Regions from separate parts of the Anser cygnoides genome. Here region 1 is linked to region 2. The links are chromatin contacts, called in public Hi-C maps. All regions are on one chromosome and are shown on one strand. The core of a region is the stretch at or near the end of the contact, and the rest is flanking DNA. Distances in the headings are between cores, read along the strand shown. Region 1 holds the start of PRPF40A (pre-mRNA processing factor 40 homolog A). Region 2 holds the start of MMADHC (metabolism of cobalamin associated D).

Region 1 (2,700 bases), core at 164-2,663, 690 kb after region 2:
TGAGGCATCATACCATGCGGAACCGGCGGCATGTTCGGTGGCCTCTGCCCCATGGGGTGCATTCCCATGGGCGGGTAATGTGGCATCCCTGGGTGTCCCATCTGAAAGGCAGCAACAAAGGAAAAAAATGAGCGTGAAGCTAACGACTCACAAAAGCATTGCGAACAAAGAGAGGCTGAACGCTGAACTGAAAATTATTTAATCGACTAACTCAACACTGCGTAGCAGTAATGACAGTAAGCATTTGATCTTCCAGGTCCTCTAGAGTCGTGAGCATTAGAACAAATAAAGTTTCTAAACCAACATCCAAATGAAACCTCCACAAGTCTTTCTTAAGCCACCTTACGGCTTGTCACAGCAAAGCGTACTAAACTTGGGCCTGTAACTACTTCTGTGTGCTCTTCTGCAACAACTATGAGCGAGTTTGCTCACTGTGCAAAGTTACACGCATTCCTTTCACTCCTCATATCCAAGTCTGAGAGAGTTTTTACAATGAATGTGATCTGGTAGTTTTTACAGTGAATGTGATCACCGTCTCCTTATTAAACAACTGAACTTTGTTACTCTCGCGATTCCTGGTATGGTCACGCTGCAAGGACAAAAATGTCTACGGATGAGAGATGCCGTTCGTTCAAAATTCCCGCATTACAGCACGTGCCTTCTGTCGTGGCCACAAGCGCTGGTTCTAGGGGTCCTTTAGGAGCCGTGCTGTGAACGAACTCACTCGCAGAGCACGCAGCCCGGCCTCGCACCACACTTCCGCAGGTAACTGCTCCAGGTCACTACGGAAGCACCACCTGAGGGTGCCATTTCAGGGCGGCGGCAGCAGCAGCAGCAGCACCCTCCCCACCCCCCCCACCGTCCCCCCAGCCACCTCCCCCCCGCTTCCCGGCGCTCCCCCCGCCCCGCCCCGCACTCACCATAAGCGAGCCGCGGTCGACGGCCCCGGGCCGCATGGCGGGGCTCAGCAGGCTGCCCCCGCCGCACCTGCCCAGGAGCCGCCCCCGCAGCGGCTGCCGCGACGAGGGCCCGAAGGGCATCAGGGGCTCGGGCTCGCCGCGGGGCGGGAGCAGCGGCGCCAGCAGGCTGACTGGCTTGCCCGCCGGCCAATCGGGGCGGCCCGCCAGCCGGCTGCCCTTCGGCGATTGGTCGGCGGCGGCGGCGGCCACGGGCCGGACGGCGTCCCCCGGCGTCAGCTGCATGAGGGGGGGCGGCTTGGGCAGCGAGAAGGGCAGTGGCTGAGGGGAGGCCGCGGCCGCCGCCGCCGCGGAGTCGCCGCCCGACATGTCCCGGCCGGGAGCGGCTGCCCCGAGGAACGGGCGGAGAGGTGAGAGGCGGGGAGGAGGCGGGAGCGGCCCCTCGGCGGCGGGGGGACTGCGGTCGGGCCGGGCCGGGCCGAGCCAAGCGCGGGCAGCGGCGGGGCCGGGCCCGGGAGCGGGAGCGGAGCGGGCGCGGGGGAAGCTGCGGCGGGGCCGAGCCCGGGGGACGCCGGGAAAGTGATCACGTGGGCCCGGGGCGGGCCACCAGGAGCTGGGTGGTACCACAGCACTTGAGAAGGAGGGGAACAGCGCCGCGGCTGAGGCATCGCTTGCCTGAGCGGGCAGGGAGGGGGCGGGCGATCCCCCCCGTGCGCCGGGCCGTAGATAGAACGCGCCGGCCCGAAGGCTTGCGCGCGTCCGTCCCCCCCTGCGTCACGGCGCGTTGGTACGGGCCGAAGCGGGGGTGAGCGCGCGCGCGAGGCGGGGTGGCCACGGCTCCCCCCGTCCTGGGCGCGAGGTGGTTGGCGCCCGCTGGGCCGGCGGGACCCGGCGGGGGGGGGGGGGCGGTCGGGGCGTGTAGGCTGTGGGACATTTTTGGGGGGCAAATCGGTATGAAACCGGGGGGTTTTGTGCTTTGTGGGAGCCCCGGCCTGCGGCCTCCAGTGAGGGCCGGTGCCGGAAGCCCTGAGAGAAAGGGGAGGGGGGAAAAAGGAGAGCTGGAAGTTCGTCTGACGTGAAAATCTGCCACAGCTGTAACTGAAATGAAGTGTAACCTTGGGTTTCAATAAAGTGTTACAACACGGAGGTGTGTGCTCTTTGCGTGTGGTACATACACAAATACTTAAAATAATGCAAGGCTGGCGTGAAGAATGAAGTTGTTATAGCTAGGTAAAACTTGCACTGTATGTGTAAACCCTCTCTTTAATTACGTACATTTACAGGTAGCACCAACTCACTGCTTTTTGAGTATCTGTAATTTAAAATGCAGTTGAGCTCCATATAACTCCTGTAGTTTGTTAAAATCAGTTGTGAATGTGGCCCTTTGGATGTAGTGGTGTTTGGGGTGCCTTTGTTTGTTTGTTTTTTTTTGGGGGGGGTGGGACACATTGGATACCACAAGTGTAGTAGCTTCTAGGTGTGAAAGTGCTCTTACAGCTGTCACACCCCCGTCATTTAACAAGTCTTTTCAATGGTAGTCTTCGGTTCAAAGTGATAACTGATAGGATTTGTGCGAGATGGGATCCAGCAAAGATCCGGAGTTACCATCTATGTGGCCCTGCAACAAGATCTGCAGCGGTATTCTGGTGGAACTTGGAATTTGTTGATGGAAAATGTTTCTAGTTCTGCCAGTGGCTTTCCTCTTCGTCAAATGTGCCTGTCAAGTCAATTAATTATCTCTTAATAATTAAGATTCCATGCAGGTGTTGTATGAAATGCCCAG
Region 2 (2,700 bases), core at 21-2,520:
AAACACACATCCCTGGAAAACGTAACCGCTCCCCGCTATAGTCAATGTGTTTTCATAAAACTTCATTTCCCAATGAGAGAAAGAAATTATTTTGAGAAACGTTTCAGTTTTTGAGAAACGGGTTCTTCCTCAAATATTGTATTCTTGATCATATAGGAGTTTACCCATATGTTTACCACTAAGTATGTAACCAAAAAGCTTATTTCCAAAAAAGTAAGAAAACTGTACTACTCACATGTTTTGATAAAGACTCTATTCAAACTGTCAGGACCTCAGCCAATAAATACCTGCTCCTTCCATACTACCTCCACACAAACATACAGTGTCTGATACATCTTACTAACATCACGACGACTCAAACACGTTAACACACAGTTAATTTACTAACATTATCAAGTTTTTACAGTTAAGGTCTTAAGCTGTCTAGGTCTAAAACAGCAGGTTTAAAAGATTTGTGTAACAAAAACAAACCCTGCTGATCCCACTTGAACCTTTCCCTTACCATGTAAAAGCACTACTGAAATAAGTTATTGTGAAACAAACGCATATATTGAAGTATACACAGATTAAAGTATACAGAAACAATTATCGATGACACATAATCACAAGAGAAACATTTTTTCCTTATCAGCAGGTTCATTTAAGGCGGAGATGTTACCACTCTTTATCGATACGTTGATTTAGCTCACTACTGCAAATATTTACATACCTGGCGTCACCCCAGTAAAAAATCCCGCTGAGACCAAAGAACATTCCCGTCTCGGTGACAAAACAAACCAGATCAGTAAAGTATGTTTTATGTTTCAGTCTGAAAGCACCCCAGTGAACTTAAAGGCTTCACCTTAACACATGATACGCTTCGGGCGCTCAGAGGGGAGAAGGATGACACTCCCGGCGACCTCTTCTTGAGAATTATTATTATTTTTTTTTTAAAGGCTGCTTTGAAGGGGGGAGGAAGACGGGGGCGCCCCCGAGCCGCCGAGGGGGGGTTGCTCACCTTGGCCATCGCCGCCGCCCGGCTGCCCCGGCCCGGCTCCCCCTGCAAGAGAAGCGAACGCAGCGGCCCTGAGGCGCCCGGCCCGGCCCCGCTCCCCCCTCGGGGCCGCCCCCCGCTGCCCTGACAGCGGCCTCCCGCGGCGACGCCCGCTCCTCCCAGGCACACGGCGGCGGGGACCGAGGGGCACCGAGGGGGACCGGAGACCGACGGGGGCCAAGAACCGCCCGGCTCCGCTCCGCTCTTCCTACAAAATGGCGGCCGCCGCCGCCCCGCGGCGCTCCCCCTCAGCCGCCTCCCCGCCCGCCGCCAGGCCCGGCGAGTTGCTCCGCCGGCACGTCGATCAGACCGCCTGGGGCCGGCGGCGGCGGGGTTTTCCTCGGGGCGGCCGCCGCCATGTTGTCCCCTCAGAGCCCGCCGCCTTTCTCTGCCTCCCGCCCGCCCGGGCTGCGGCCGCCACCAGTCTCGGGCACCCCTGGGCGCAGCGCCCTGCCGTGGGGTCCCTCACGGGAGCCGGGGGAGCCGGGGCCGGCTGCGGGGGGCGGCGCAGTGCCCGCCCGGGGCGCCAGGGGTCAGCAGCGCAGCGTGCTGCCGGCCCGTCCCCGAGCCGGGCGCTCGGAGGGCCGTGAAGTGTGGCAGGGGGAGAGGCGGTGTTACCGGGGCGAATAAACCGGGAGGCTTCCGTCTCCCCCCAGGCCATTAGGTGCCTTAAAAGTCAGAACTGGGAGCAAAAATGCCATTTCTGCTGACAAAACATGTCCTCGAAGGACGATCCGTAGCTTCCTTCAGTATCTTCAATAAACCTTCCTTCAACAGACCAAAGTTTGTGTTTATTTTTTCCCTCACTTCATCTTTATGGACTGCCTTTTCTCCCTAGTCCTAGGTTTTTGGGATATGCAGTGGCATGAGCTTGCAAGCAAGTCTTCACTTAAAATAAACTTTTACATTACAAACTGTATTTGTGCTGAGGTAATTCCCTGGGTTAAAGTCTTAATTTTTTATTTATGTACTTGCTGCTACATGAAATTAATTAACTGCAGAAGTTACGAGCACATACTGGCAGCCCCGCAGTGCAACAAGCTGTGTTTGGGGGCACGGCCTTGTTGCTCCCAGAGAAAAACAGAAATAGACAGTTAATATTTATTATTTCATGCCTACTGACTATATGTATTCTATTCAGTAGGTAAATCGCTATCCACAGAAAGTGTTGAACATAAATACGACATTAGTGTGGCTCAGTTAGGGTGCTGATCCCAAAGCCATCTCCACACACATTACAAATGCCTATGTTCCCGCTTCATTCACAGAATCAGGCTGGTTTTCTTTCACATCTTCAAAATGTTTTATACTTTCACAGCTCTATGACCTTGGTTCAAATTGGCATCCTTTCGTTTTTAAGTCTCACCTGGAACATGAAGTGTTTGTCCTCTCTGGCCTGAGATGTGTCTGTAAGAGGGATCATCTTAGGTCCTTCTTTTTCATCTTAGGTCCTTCTTTTTCATCTTTTTCATCTTTTTTTTTTTTTTTTTTTTCCCATGCTTATTCCACATCCAAACACTTTGTCCATCATACCATATCTACCAGTTGGAGTTGGACTCAATGATCCAATGGGTCCCTTCCAACTTGGGATATTCTATGATCCTATACCAACTCCACAATTGCTTGTATGCTGCATCTTTCCAGCTTTTCTAAGAAAGCTCTAGTGC

What was found. Hi-C and Micro-C count contacts between places; a contact is called where the count stands out from the background.
Region 1: a contact with region 2 is called in a Hi-C map of liver, with 14 times the contacts expected there. The contact joins the promoter of PRPF40A here to the promoter of MMADHC in region 2. A contact is called at or near these places in 2 of 7 Hi-C or Micro-C datasets (both in liver).

The regions. Positions count from the first base shown.
Region 1 is chr6:40,772,576-40,775,275 of Taihu_goose_T2T_genome, forward strand. It overlaps PRPF40A (pre-mRNA processing factor 40 homolog A), which reads right to left and starts at 1,414. Exons shown (of 26, transcript XM_066999323.1): 1 at 921-1,414; 2 at 1-101. The coding sequence starts at 1,286. LOC125185025 (a long non-coding RNA gene) reads left to right here and starts at 1,213. Exons shown (of 2, transcript XR_007169862.2): 1 at 1,213-1,327.
Region 2 is chr6:40,079,044-40,081,743 of Taihu_goose_T2T_genome, forward strand. It overlaps MMADHC (metabolism of cobalamin associated D), which reads right to left and starts at 1,271. Exons shown (of 7, transcript XM_048081015.2): 1 at 998-1,271. The coding sequence starts at 1,006.